Linked DNA regions of Mus musculus: region 1 is linked to region 2. A link is a contact called in public Hi-C data. All regions are on one chromosome and are shown on one strand. Each heading gives the region's core, a stretch centred on a gene start, on an enhancer-like site or on the middle of the called end of the contact. The rest is flanking DNA. Distances are from core to core; before and after follow the strand shown. Region 1 overlaps Mapkapk2 (MAP kinase-activated protein kinase 2). Region 2 holds the start of Dyrk3 (dual-specificity tyrosine-(Y)-phosphorylation regulated kinase 3).

Evidence for each region. Hi-C and Micro-C count contacts between places; a contact is called where the count stands out from the background.
Region 1: a contact with region 2 is called in a Hi-C map of cerebral cortex, with 1.8 times the contacts expected there. The contact joins the enhancer-like site here to the promoter of Dyrk3 in region 2. A contact is called at or near these places in 4 of 39 promoter capture datasets (the C10 cell line, hematopoietic stem and progenitor cells, hippocampal neurons and 1 more), 2 of 15 datasets of contacts at CTCF or cohesin (CD8 T cells and the NIH/3T3 cell line), 2 of 484 Hi-C or Micro-C datasets (cerebral cortex and cortical neurons), 7 of 115 datasets of contacts at active chromatin or transcription factors (CD8 T cells, the HPC-7 cell line, the SCID.adh cell line and 4 more) and 4 of 9 other capture datasets (adipose tissue, liver, macrophages and 1 more).

What each region holds. Positions count from the first base shown.
Region 1 is chr1:131,072,537-131,079,741 of GRCm38.p6, reverse strand. All of the region lies in intron 1 of Mapkapk2 (MAP kinase-activated protein kinase 2), which reads left to right. It also overlaps the pseudogene Gm25549. Among named protein-coding and RNA genes, the nearest start is that of Mapkapk2, 22 kb to the left of the region's middle. Within about 2 kb of position 5,106, at least 69 of the 459 cell types and tissues checked have an H3K27ac peak or open chromatin away from gene starts, as enhancers often do. A contact at or near this core is called in the HPC-7 cell line, adipose tissue, cerebral cortex and 4 more, where this site is marked.
Region 2 is chr1:131,133,271-131,139,630 of GRCm38.p6, reverse strand. It overlaps Dyrk3 (dual-specificity tyrosine-(Y)-phosphorylation regulated kinase 3), which reads left to right and starts at 1,397. Exons shown (of 3, transcript NM_145508.2): 1 at 1,397-1,551; 2 at 3,260-3,371. The coding sequence starts at 1,475.

The DNA of each region.
Region 1 (7,205 bases), core at 3,857-6,356, 64 kb after region 2:
TGTGTGTGTGTGTGTGTGTGTGTGTGTGTGCATTCACTGGCCTACTTCTTTCCCTCTTGATGAAGTCATAGAAAAGGAGCCGTAAGCAAGGTGGTTCTTCACTCCACATAATGGAAGATATCATTTAGGGAGTAGGTAGTGTTATGAAGGAAGGGGCTGCTCATTTTTCCAAACTCTAAGGCAAATCCTTGAGTGTTCCATAGGTGGGAGACATTCTGCAAGTGTGTGTTCCACATTAAAGGGCCTGAGAAATTCTCAGCAGCAGAGTCGGTTATGCTTTGTGGTTTGGACATAAAGGTCTTTGTCTCTCTGGCTTTCTGTTTCTCTGGCTTTCTCCCTATCTTTGTTGCTCTGCTTCTCTCTTTGTCTCTGTCTCTCTCTGTCTCTGTCTGTCTCTGTCTCTCTGTCTTTCTCTTCCATCATTAGCATCGTATGGCCTACTGTCTGAGAAGTAACAGTAACTACTCCTTCTCTGAGAGAACTGCCCAGTGATTCACAGTCACCTGAACTGAGCTAACACCTGTTGCAGAGGTTTGAAAAAGCTGTGTGTTTGGTGTGTGTGTGCATGTGTATGTATGTGCGCATGTGTGCTGTTGGGAGGGGGGATGGTGGATGAGGGGTCCGGCAGGTGGCTTCTGTTAAAGGTGGCTCTGCCTGAAGCCCTTTTGCTTTGTATTTCTGGGGAAGCTTTGTCCTGCCTTGGAAGCAGTGAATAGCAGCTACATCTGTTGAGCCTGGGAAGTGCAGCTTGCAGTGTGGGGGTGAATGAGCAGTTGGCAGACACTCCTGCTAGAGGCTCAGGCTGCCCAGAGCTTCTTGGTATTAGGGAAAGGAGGGGCTGGGGGTCCTTAGGCAGCTGCTTGCTAATCCTGGCCATGGGAGGAGTGAGATTTAGCCTGCTTTTCTCTCTCTGCATTCTTTTCTGACTACAATGCCAGGCAGCTATACTGACCCTTGAGGGAACAGCAGGTGACTTGGAGGTTTCTCTCTTCCTTGCTGGCTTTGAACAACAGAAGATAAAGGCTTTCACTTCACTCTTCGGTACTGAAATTCAGAATTGTGAAATACATTGAGATAGATTGACTAAGGATTGTGGAGGTTTAAAAATACTTTTTAATTAAAATAAACATTTTTCTATTTTATATGTATCATGTTTTGCCTGTGTTTTTTTGTCTGAGTACCACATACGTGCCTGGTACTGTGGGGGTCAGAAGAGGGTGTCAGATCCCCAGGGACTGGAGTTACCATCTGTGTGCTGGGAATTGAACCCAGGTCCTGTAGAAGAGCAGCCAGTGCTCTTAACACTGAATCATCTCTTCAGCCCTTTCTTGTATTTTCTCAGAGTCCTTATTGGAATTGTTTTTAGAGCGTTGTTGGTATTGGTTGAAGGTGAATGAGTGATTTGTAGATGTCAGGTGGCCTGAGAAATCTCTGAAAAGGCCTAACTGGATTCTTTACCTGGAACAAACCTAGGCCAAGAGGGTTTCCAGAGGCAGTTGAGGGCTTCAGTGTTTTTCCTGGGCAACCTGTAGGGAGTCTGGTTATTTCTCCCTCCTTCCTTCCTCCTTCCTTCCTTCCTTCCTTCCTTCCTTCCTTCCTTCCTTCCTTCCATCCATCCATCCATCCTTCTTTGTTTTTGTTTTTGAGACAGAGTTACTTTGTGTAACAGTCCTGGCTGTCCTGGAGCTCACACTGTAGACCATGCTGGCCTTGAACTTCCAGATCCACCTGCCCAGTGCTGGGATTAAAGGCATAGTGTGGTTGTTTCTAAGAAAATCTGTACTGAGGCACAAGTAGGAGTCAGCTGCTTCCTGGGTTGTATGCTGGCACTGCTGGGAGGTCTCAGCATGATTTAGCTAGGTTTCCTATCTCTGTTGTACTGGTTTAATTGTTTTTAGTCTGCCTTTTCCCATTCGAGTTTTTACAGAGGAGTTAGTATGTCCTCAGCAAGAACTAAGTGGGGTGTCCTTCATTTTCAGCTCTTTGGCATGTTCTCTGGTCTCATATGTAATTAGAGGCCCAGTTACTGAAATGGGGGAGTGGCAATCCTTGTGGAGAAAAGCCCCACGCTGGTCCTAACTACTTGTCCAGAGACTGGGGGAGGCCAGCTGTGCTATGAGAAGTGGCGGACTTAGCCACTACTGCCAACTGGGGTTGTGTCTGCAGACTCCAAACCTCCAGGGCATCTGGAAAGACCAGGAGCTGCGACTCCCCAAGACTGTTCTCTGGTAGGAGAGGAACCTCCTCACTGAGGTAGAGGTGGGCTGAGGGGTGGAGAAGGCCTGAACACATGAGGTGAAGTGTGAGATGGCTCCTCCAGTCAACTGGGGATGCGTCACTGCTAATGGGAAAACCTTTAGATATCCTCCAGATTAATTGGTCATGATGGAAACTCACCCCCCTCATGGATCTTTATGTATTTAGAAATCTTCACTTTTTCCAGGTTGTGACAGGCAGTGTCAGCTCTTTAACCAAGCCCCTGAAGGCTAGGAAAGAGGGCGGTGGCTGAGCCTAATGCTGTAGTGGCTGCCTGCCCATCATCTTCTGGCCAGTGCCTTTAACTGTCCTAGGGTTCGAGTCAGAATGCGGTGTGCTTGTACTGGGGAAGAGCTGACATTGGAGCACCATTGCCTCTTTAGGCCTAGCCTGTGTCAGTGTCGTGCTTGCACGGTGGCCCATCTGGATCTAGATGACATCCTGCTATTTTGTGTGATGAGGATCTCAGGGGTTTCCCTTGGGACTTTCTCCTCACTCTGCAGGCTCCTCTTTTGGGGTCTTGACCTCTGTACCCGTTACTTTGTTGCCATGATAAAGCACCATGACCAAACAAAGACCAAACACAGGCAATTTAAGGAGAGTTTATTTTGGCTTACAGTTTCAGAGGGGTGAGAACCCATCATGGCAGCCAGAGGCATGATAGCCAGCAGGTGGCATGTTAGCAGGAGCAGGAACTAAGAGAGTATATCTTGAAGTGCAGGGGAGAAACTGGAAGTGGGGCTTTTAAACACTCAAAGTTTCCCAGTTACTATTTTCTACTCCAACTAGGCTGTCATCTCTTCAAACAATGCCACCATCTGGGGACCCTGTGTTGAAATGCCCAAGTCTGTACGGGACGTTTCTCATTTAAACCACCATAGCCTCTGAGCCGTCACTCATCCACCTATCTTTTACCTCATACCCATGGCCTAGCAGTTGTTTTGCTTTGTGAGACATTTTTATTTGAAATGTATATTCCCTCTTTTAAGATCCCGAGTCCTGAAGCTCCAAATGGTTCAGGGTCCCTGGAAACCAAAAGGGCGAGGATGAGAGAGATCTTAGCTGGTTTTAGGCATTGATAGCCAGGAGGGGTTCGCTGGTGTCCTGTGCTTTTCTGGGGAGACCCACAGGGTCTCCTTGCACCAGGCATGTCTTAGATCACACAAGGAAGAAAACGGTGAAAGTAACTTGTCTGTAGTTTCTCAGTAAGCTAATTGTAGCACTTACGTTAACACCAGCTTGCTCTGCCTTCCCGCACATTCTTGATGTCTCAGCAAAGTCCATCACATGTTATCTGTGGGGCCAGACTTAGATGATTTGTGTCGGGGTGGGGACAGAGAAGGTAATCTTAAAATTATTGAAACTGGACTTTTGAAAAATATGTGATTTTTTTTTTCACCCAGAAAATTTATTTCTTTAATTGTCTTTGGCTTCCATAATATTCTTTGTGCCAGAAACACACACACACACACACGCACACACACACACACACACGCACAGGAAGCTGGGGCTAAGGGAGGGGCGTCTACTTATTGATTCAGATGCTTGCTGTGGTTCACCTGCGGAGCGGAACATCGTGGTCCAGGGCTGCTTGGACTTGAGGCTGCTTCTTGAGGAGTCCTTGGTGAAGCAGCAGGCTCCTGCTTTTGGCCTGTGTAGATCTGATTGCTGGAGATGAGTGGAGGTTTGATTGACATCTGTGTATTTGGTTTCTATCTAGAAAAGTGGTTTCTAGAGACATTATAAATATTGGGCTGTCAAAGCTGGACAGAAACATGCTCTCACCCCTGCACTGGGCGTTGATCTCTTCCTCTCAGGCTAGAATGGTCAGGACTTGTTCCTGACTGTTACACAATGATGCAGCTGGTCCCATAGGAGTAGGAATTGATGATATCCAAGGTCTGAGTGCCTTGCATTTGCTCTGTGCTGGCTAGAGTTGCGTGTCACCGGGTCAGCCTGGCCTTCCACAGTTCTTGCGTTGAGTGACCCTTTGTGGGTTGAGAGGAGCACCCTGTATACTTTCCTCCTGTGACCTCCAGCCTCCTCTTGGTCCCTTGTGGTGCAGGAGCCTGGCTGTTCTTTCTCTTTTTGTCTTACTGTGATGTGCGGTTAACATTGTCTGCTCAGCCACCTTGTTCTCGCATTAGCCATTTACCATACTGTTCTGTCACCCTTTGCACTCTGAGCTGACCTGTCCAAACAGTTTGTATTTGCAGGGACTTCAGAGTGGGTTAGACACCAGCCCATGACACCTTGTACTTCCAGTATGCATTTGCACTAAATTCTAGTATTTGCCATTGTTCTCGCTCTCTGTCTCTGTCTCTCTCTTTTGGTAAAATTAAATAGCAATGAGATACAAAAATCTTAATTTGATGAAGCTTAACAGGGGTTCCATATACAACCCCAGTCTCTATAGCAAAAAGCTTATTACTCTAGTAAATTCCTCCATGCCCTCTCAATGGTACCAATATATACCCCTTGACAAGATGGACATACACACACACCACTCCACTCTTGTATGTATGTGTGTATGTGTGTGTGTGTGCACACACCTGTGTGTATGCATGTATGTATGTGTGTGCACGCCTGTGTGCATGTGTGAACGACCTGTGATGTGAGGTTTATCCACATGGTTGCATGTGCTGGTGGTCTGTTACTCTCTGTGCTGAGTCCTGTTCCATTGTGTGGGCACGATAGTTGCTTATCTTCTCTCCTGTGGATGGGCGTTTGGGTTGTTTCCAGCTTTGAGAACGGAGGACTCAAACTCCAAGAGCTTCCCACACAGGGCTTTTTCTTGTGAGCCTGGTGTTTTCATCTCTCCCGGGGAAGTAGCTGGCGTGTGATTGCATGGGTACTGGAGGCTGCCTATTCCTGGCCAGCTGCCCTGCCTTCTGACTGTCTGAGATTAGGGCGAGCCCACTCTTCAGCTGAGTTACTCTCCCCAAGAGGGTGGGCTCTCCTTGGAGCCTGCCCAACTTTTTCCAGAAGAGGAAAATGGCAGTCTTATAAGACTTTATCATTGTTGACCTGCTTGCTGCCACTGAGAAACAGAATTTAGTCTGCTTTGAGTCCCTGACTCCCGCTTGAGGGCTGTCTCTTCAGGCCTGTTGCTCTAGTTTTGTGGACTGTTTCTCTTGTGTTGTGGTCCTCAGATCTGCCACAGCGTGGTTTTCCTCTTCTGAGCAGGAGCACAGTTTTCCCTGTGTGACCTAGAGCTGAGCTGCGGCACCCTGGGTGTGGTGTGTGTGTGTGTGTGTGTGTGTGTGTGTGTGTGTGCAGTGCAGACCGTGGGTGGCGCTGTGCCGTGCCAGATGAGTTACTGTCCATCACAGTGCTGCCCATCCGACTGACTGATGTTGCTGTTAAGATACTCAGCGTGATATCACATTGAATCCTCGAACAGGAGCTGCACACATTCTGTTTGCTCTTGTCTCATTTAATCCCTGCTTCTAGCTGATGAAAAAGCTACTACTAAAATTAGCTTTATTGGGACCCTGGTTTAAATCAGCCTTTCTTAGCTGTGGTATTATTGACTAGATGCATTGTTGTGATAGGAGCCAGGGAGAGTGGGGGTAGGGTAGAAGTTGATGTTGTCCTGGGATTTGTAGGAATGAGCAACGTTATGGCTTTCACTGCTTAGATGCAGTTGCCATGTGCTCCCCAAAGCAGTGATAATGAACACTTATGCCAGATAACTGCCAAGTGTGCCTTGGGGCAAGCATCAGTATAGTTTGGTGGTACCACACTCACTAAAGATGGAACTATACAGAGAAGACTAGCATGGCCCCTACACAGGACATGCACATCCATGAAGCAATCCATCCATCACTTTCCAGAGGACGGGTCCCTGCTAGGTTTGTGGGGCAACATTTATTTCCCTTGGAGTCTTTTGTTCCTGCTGATCAGGAAGTAGAATGAAGTGGTCTTGATGGGGGGAGGGTCAGCCTAGTTTGAAAACAGGTCCAAGCTGTTGCTTTTCCTAAAGCTAATCACTATGGATCTCTAGTGTGCATACTTCCAAGTTATGTGTTTTGTGTGGTCTTCATTTTCTAACGTTCATGAGTTTCACCTACTACAGATGAAATGACCAGTTCTCGGCAGCGTGGCTCAGCTTTCGGCTGCCGTGGTGGATTAGCATTGAGTGATTGTGTGGAGGACAAACTTCTCTGTGAGCTCTTGAGTGTGCAGGTCACCGTGCACATGGTAATATTGTGGGCAGTGACCAATCTTTTTACAGTCAGTTGGTTATTGGTCAGCAGGCCATCTGGGAAAGTTTGTGCTTCTGTTTCTTCCTTGTCTCTAACGAGAAACTCATGGCATATTTTGATACATATTTGATACACATTTAGATACTATCACTGTCTGCATTAAGTGGCTGAGGGTAGTGTAGATTGAGAAAATGAAGTCATTGGTTAAGGCCAGGCAAGGTTGAAGTTGGTATTTGAATGAACTTTAGAACTATGCCTTTAGTCACAATTCTTTACACCCTTTGTTTTTCTTAGAAGTAGCTTAATAACAAAAACCAACAAGTATGTTTACTGCAGGAGGCACAGATCTAAGCCCAGTTTTATTAACCCCTCCCTGAGGAAGATACATTATTGTCCTATTCTGTGTGGAAGGGGACTGGAGGCCTGACGATAGGAACCTCCTTGGGGCCACTGCCCAGATGGTGGCAGACCGGCTGGGTCCACCCCAGGCAGGCAGACAGAGCCTTTGCTCCCTGGTATCTGGAGCCACTCCTGTGACAAGGTTCCTTCCTCCTCTGCTGTTGTAGTGACTCCAGAAATACTAACAGGTCTTGGAGGCGATTTTTGCCTCATGTTTTCTCCTACTGTGTCTTAAAGCAAAAGCAGTAACAAAAAACCCTGTTGCCCAGGCCACGCCTGATTGTTTCTGTCTGCTCTTTCCACACTGCAGATTTCATAAGCTTGTTGTCGGTGATGTCGTTA
Region 2 (6,360 bases), core at 148-2,647:
GGTTCTTTGAAGAAATACTGAAAAGTACTTAGGTCACCAAGGTCAGATACTCAGGAGGTCCAGCACCCTCAAGGAGTTCTCCCTCCCTTACTAGGGAAATAACCTACTAAAGACAAAGGCAGCCTCTGTATCTACTCCCCTAACCCGCTGGAGGCAAGTAGAACAGGAAGGCTTTAGCTTGGCTCTAGAAGATGCGCCTTAAAGACAGAAGGGAAGACTTGCAGTGATTCGAAATGAGGTAATTAAACATGTCCAGGCAAGTCCCAACCAACCCTTCCGGTAGTAGTCTGGGGTGTTCACCTCTTAGAAGTCCTGAGAGCAGGATCAGTTAGTAGAATTTTGTAATCTTGGAGCGGGGGAGGTGCCTTTGTTGCCATGGAACTCTGTCTACAAACAAGAGTCAAAGAGCCCAATTTAAAAACAAAAACCCTAGGAAAGTAAGATTGCACTGGTTGTGGATGAAAGAGAGACAGAAAACTTCTAAAAGATCATCATTGAAGAAAACATTTTTACTTATATCACAGGCTAAGTCAACACTGAACAGATGAAAATAAAGTGTCCCAAATGGACAGATTCTTAGCTGCAAATAGAGTGTGGATCTTCTGAGAACAGGGACTGTGACTTTTACGAACCCCAAAAGGAGCCTCGGTTGGACATTTGAAGATTCGTGGAATTATGCTCTATGAAATAATTTCCAGTGTGCACCAGGTGGCGTGCGCCACCGATGCGTGGAAGAACCTTTGGTTTTTGTTTTGTTTTGTTCTCATAGATCCAATGGGCTCATCCTATGTGTATGAGTTTATGCCTGTGCACCACATACGTGCCTGCTACTCTCAGATGTCAGAAGAGGGCATTAAACACCCCGGGACTAGAGTTATGGATGGTTGTGAACTGCCACGACCGTGTTGGGAATCAAATCCGCTCTTGCAGAGGAGTTTTGCAGCCTTAGGAAATCTGATGGGCACCAAGCTCAACACAACCGCCACTTCTGTGGCTTAACAGCCTTTCTTTTCACTTCCATTTTAACTGTCGAAATAGACTTAACATGGACGGTACTTCTCAGAAAGAGTGAGGTACGCTTTCACATATTAAAGATGCGCAGAGCTCTCCAAGCGGTCTGCTGAGCAGGCAGGCTGTGCTGCTGATACTCCCATGTTTGGTTTCACGGCTAGGTGAATACGAAGAAGCGTAGGTTCCAAGCCAGTTTCCTCTTTTGCAAAAAGAACTGCGAGCACACCACCCAGGAACAGCACGCCCCTCGCTCCGCCTCCTCCCCGCTCCCTCCAAGGCGGCGTTGCGCAGGCGCGGCAGGGCGTGCGCGGTTGCTAAGCGACGCGGCCGCTCCCGCGTGGTCTCCCTGCGGACCGCGCGAGCCCAGTGCCCAGCCTCGTCTTGTAGCGAAGCCAGCAGGTGCGGTGCTGGAGGCGACCCACCGGGCCAACCGCCGCCTCTGTGTCCGCGGGGCGAGCTCGCGATGGGAGGCGCAGCCCGCGATCGCGGGAGGAAGGACGCGGCGCTGCCGGGGGCCGGGCTCCCGCCGCAGCAGCGGAGGTAACGGCGCCCGGGTAGGAGCGGGAGGACTCCTTGCGGGTCTGGGCTGCCTGTCCATCAGCGCGGTGAGCGGGAAGGGCGGGGGAGGGCGGGCGGGACGGCGCGGCCTCCGGAGAGCTGGGTCTGGGACCTGCGCGCAAGACCTGCGCCCTGTTGCTCCGAGAGTCTGCCCAGCCCGCCCTGGCCCTGGGGTGGAGCAGCAGAGACCCGGGACCTTGTTCCCCATGTGCCGCTTTTGGGGGGGGGTCCCTTTCCCCCTCCGCATCGGGCCCTGGCTAAAGGAACCCAATCCGCTCGTTCGCGTCTGGCTGTTACTCTGCAGATGCGGTGCTGGTGTGTTTCATCGTGCAGTATGGCAGAGGCCGGACCTGTCTAGAAAATTGCCTGTTATCAAAACATTGTCTGAACCTCAATATATTTTTTAGAAGATATTTTAATTTCTTGTGGGATGTTTTTAAAGCCCTCCTTTATTCCTTTAACACTTGTGTTAAACTCTATAAGTATTTTTTTTTAATAAGACAGATCTCAAAAGTGACTGAAAAGATATTTTTTTTAAAGACAATGAAAAATGTTACCTAGTCATGGTTGTGTTAGTAGTATATAATCTGAGATGGTAACATGAACCGGTGACCAGAGTGACCCGCAAATCCGTAGTCTTGGGAGCAGATAAAATGCATTATTCAAGGCCATCTTGTGGCTTTAGTAAATCCTGCCCATTGTTTGTGTGCCTTCACTGTGGAGGACCCACAGTGTAAAGACAGAACCATTCTGTAGTCCTTTAGCATTTTAAATATCTCCATATGCCAGGAAATGAAGTGGGAACAGAAGAGAGATTTGGTACATCGTGTAACTTAAAGCAAAGCATCGGGTGGGTTCCTGTTGGCTGCCTTTTTTCACTAGTTAGCTTAGCTGTAAATGGGTGCATAAAATAATGAAGAGAAGACAGCTGTTCTGCTAGTCTTCTCTTCTTGTAGTCTGAGAGTGTAGACGTCCTTTTCTTCCCATTTACCTGTGAGGCTGTTCAGAGGGGGAAGGTAGCACAGCCAGGGGCTGAAACTAGAATAGAGGTGTTAGACTTGCATTCTAAAACAAACCTCTATGTTATGTTTATTTCTTTCTGCTTTTAGGTTTCTTATTCAGTTCAAGTTAATTGGTAGTCCCTCATTTTTTGAACAGCATTCGATTACTTATTATTTGTTAGTTAGAGACAGGGTCTCTTTATTATGTAGCTTTGGCTGTCCTGGAAGTCACTCTGTAGACCAAGCTGGCCTCAAACTCAGCAGAGATCCACCTGCCTCTGCCTCCTGAGAGAGGGATTAAAGGAGTGTGTCACCACACCAGTCTGTTGTAACTAATGTAAAATTGAATCCAGAGATTTTTTTTTTCCATTCTTTACAAAGAAAAAGGAAACAGATGTGTTGGTGCAGAGGTGGAGGCAGGTGGATCAGTTTGCGTTCGAGGCCAGTCTGCTCTACACAGCAAGTTCCAGAACAGCCAGGACTATGTAAGAAACCCTGTCTCAAAAAAACAAAAAAAAAATTACAGGGAAGAGAAAGGTTAGAGTCCTTCTCTCCCACTGCCGACTGCCCGGCTTGTTTTTGTGCAGTGTCAGAAAGGGTAAGAAGCGCTTAAATCCTGGGGTGTTTTGAAAATGCAAGCTCATTTTGTTTAGTTACTGACCGGTTTTATCTGTAACCGTTTCTCCTAGGTTGGGGGATGGTGTCTATGATACTTTCATGATGATAGATGAAACCAAGGGCCCACCCTATTCGGACACATTCAGCAACCCCTCTGAAGCACCTGTCTCCAGAAGGCTAAATGTAAGTAGGAAAGGAAAGAAAGTTGCTTGGGGGAAGAGGAAGTGCTCCTTAATGCTCTTGGCAACGCGGGAGTTCCATTTGTTATTTGTGGGTTGGCTGCTTTTGTTTTGAGGTTTTTGGTTGGGGAGTGTGTGTGGTTCTTTTGCTTTTTGAAAGATTATTGTTTTGACACAGAGTTGCTTAGTGTGTGTAGTCCTGGCTGACCTGGAACTCTGTGTAGACCAGGCTGGATTCAAAGTCAGAGGTGTACCTGCCTCTGTCTCCAGAGTACTGGGATTAAATGGGTATATTACCATACTCATATTACCATGCTTGGTTTGCTTTTGATTTCTCCTGACTTGGGGAAAACAGTTTCTGTGGTTTGAGGTCGGCTTTTTTTGGAACAGTTTGGATTTGAAGTCCACCCTTTCCTTATTCCTTCTGCTGGGGTAGGCATGGCACTTGGGGTCGCGGAAGGAACTCTTGTTTAAGCGGTGTTTCTTTTTTATGGTAGGTGACATACATAGAGCATGACAAAGGCTTCTTTTAACAGAAGTAACAAGGAAAATAGTGTCAGAATTCACAATCAGCTCAGTTTTTCCCGTTTAGTCCTGGCAGATCAGTATATGAAAGACAGTTTAAAAAAAAAAAAAAACCCAAAAAACAAAAGAACAAAACTTCATAAATTAAGTTGAAACAGTAAGCCTGGGTTTCTCTGTGTTGCCCTGGCTGTCCTGGAACCCGCTCTGTAGGGGTCAAAGGCGTGCACCACCGGGGGCCACTCGTCCAGCTTGGGCTTTGGTACATTCTGATCCTTTATGAGCCCCAGACCCTTAGCTTTCGGTGCCCTTTTGTTTAAGGTAAGAATGAGATGAACTCACAGTCCACAGGCACAGGCAGAGGAGCAGAGCAGGGTTTGGACAAGTTCCAAGGCAAGGAGTCACGGTCTGTGACTTGAAACTGTGCTACAATGTGTCATCTGCTGAAGTGTCTGACTTCCTGAGCTGGCACGGCTATGTACTTTTCCCTTCCGAGGTTCCTCTTAAAACCCACCTTTGTTGCTTTGTTCCTTCCTTGCTTTACTCTGTAATTTTGCTTTAAAAATAGTAACATTTTATTTGTGCATGTTTTGTGGTGTGTGTGTGACCAGACTTAGTGGCAAGCACCTTTATCTGCTGAGCCATCTTGTTAGCCTTGTCATTGTTTCTAGTTCTTCCCTAGGTCTTACCACTCTCAGGGTTAATAATATTACAAGCTTGGTCTAAATACGTTTGGAAGTCTGGTCACCCCATTTTTAATCTCTTCTGGGGTACAGTGGGGCTTCTTTCCATTCCTGTCAGTTGATTTCTGTGGTCTCTGAACACCTCTGAGAAATCCAGAGCCACCTCTGTGGTGGCCATCGAATTTCCTGGCTCCCTGCAGTTGGGCATCAGGCACAAACCTCATTTAACTTTAGGTTAGAGTTGATCCGTGTTGATCTCTATCCTAAACTTCTCTCAAATTATATTTCAGGATCAAGTGAATTTCTTACTGCATGTTGTTGACTCTGACAGTTATGGAGAAGCCCTAAGATTTTAGATTCTAATCCAACATGTCATTGCAAGGGCTTTTCTTTAACCTCCCTATCCACTTTTATTGTGTGTGTGATATTGATGTACGCTCTTCTGTCTTATTTGGTTTCTTGATCAAGAGCTTTCACACATGACCAGCCTTGCTAGCCAGCTTGCTCTGTTTTTGCCTTCTGAAGCTGGAATTAGAGGCAGATTCCATGCCCACCCAGTGCTGACAGGACGGGTCCTCATGCAAACACTTTAACCCCTGCCCTGTCTCCCCAGCCTCTGTTATTGGCAGACTTGGCTGGGAGAGTGCTTTTCAATCCCGTGGGAGCACTTACAATCCCTAATGCTATGATTCCATTCGCAGTGTCCATTAGTCCTGGCACAGCCTCAGAGGCAGCCTGAGAGCTTTACAAGGCGCTCCTTTCACATGCTCTAATCTGTCAGTCATTTCCCTAAAGGCTTCGTTCTATTGAACCAAGTTCTTTGCTGCAGAGATTTAATTAAGGTCAGGAGCTGGTAGAAGGTAGGAGTTTTTTGTTTTGGTGGTGTTGGGTCAGGATTGAACCCAGGACCTCATGCATGGTAGGCAAACACTCTACCAACTGAGGCACATCCTCTGCTCCCAAGGGTAGGTTTTTATATCTGGATTAGGAGATTATTCATTCTGAATTTTCCAACAGGATTTTTATAGGACTTAACTAGTACAGCACATTTTATATAAAACCCAATATGCTTTCCACATTAATGGTACCCATGAAGTATTTTTAAGAAATAAAACATGATATCCTTGCTTGATCTGTCTCTTGTACATAATTACATGGTTAACAAAATACTTGGTTGAGTCTACTATATAGCTTTCTTTTTTTGCTGGTTTTTGTTTGCTTATTTGTTGTTGTTTTTTGAGACAGGTTTTTTTCTGTGTAGCCCTGGCTCTCCTGGAACTTGCTCTATAGACCAGGTTGGCCTCTGACTTAGAGTGCTAGGATTAAAGGTGTACACCACCAGCACCTGGCTTATATACCTTTCTGATTATCATGATTATAATCCTAGACTAGAAATATATAGTATTTTGTAACTAATAATATCGTATATAGGAATACTGTTGTTTAAGGGTTTCTATTTCTGTGAAGTGACACCGTGACCAAGGCAAGTGTTATGAAGGAAAACATTTAATTTGGGCTGGCTTTACAGTTTCAAAGGTTTAGTTCATTATCATCATGGCAGGAAACACTGCATCATGCAGACAGTCATTGTTTTACCAAAAAGAAAAAGAAGCCAGGTTCATCTCACAGTCATGGTGCTGCAAATGTAGCTGAGAGTTCTACATCTGGGTCGGCTGGCGGTAGGAAGAAAGGGTGACACTGGACCTGGCTTGAGAGCCCACCCCCAGTGACACACTTCCTCCAACAAGGCCACACCTCCTAATAGTGCCACTCTCTATGGGCTTGTGG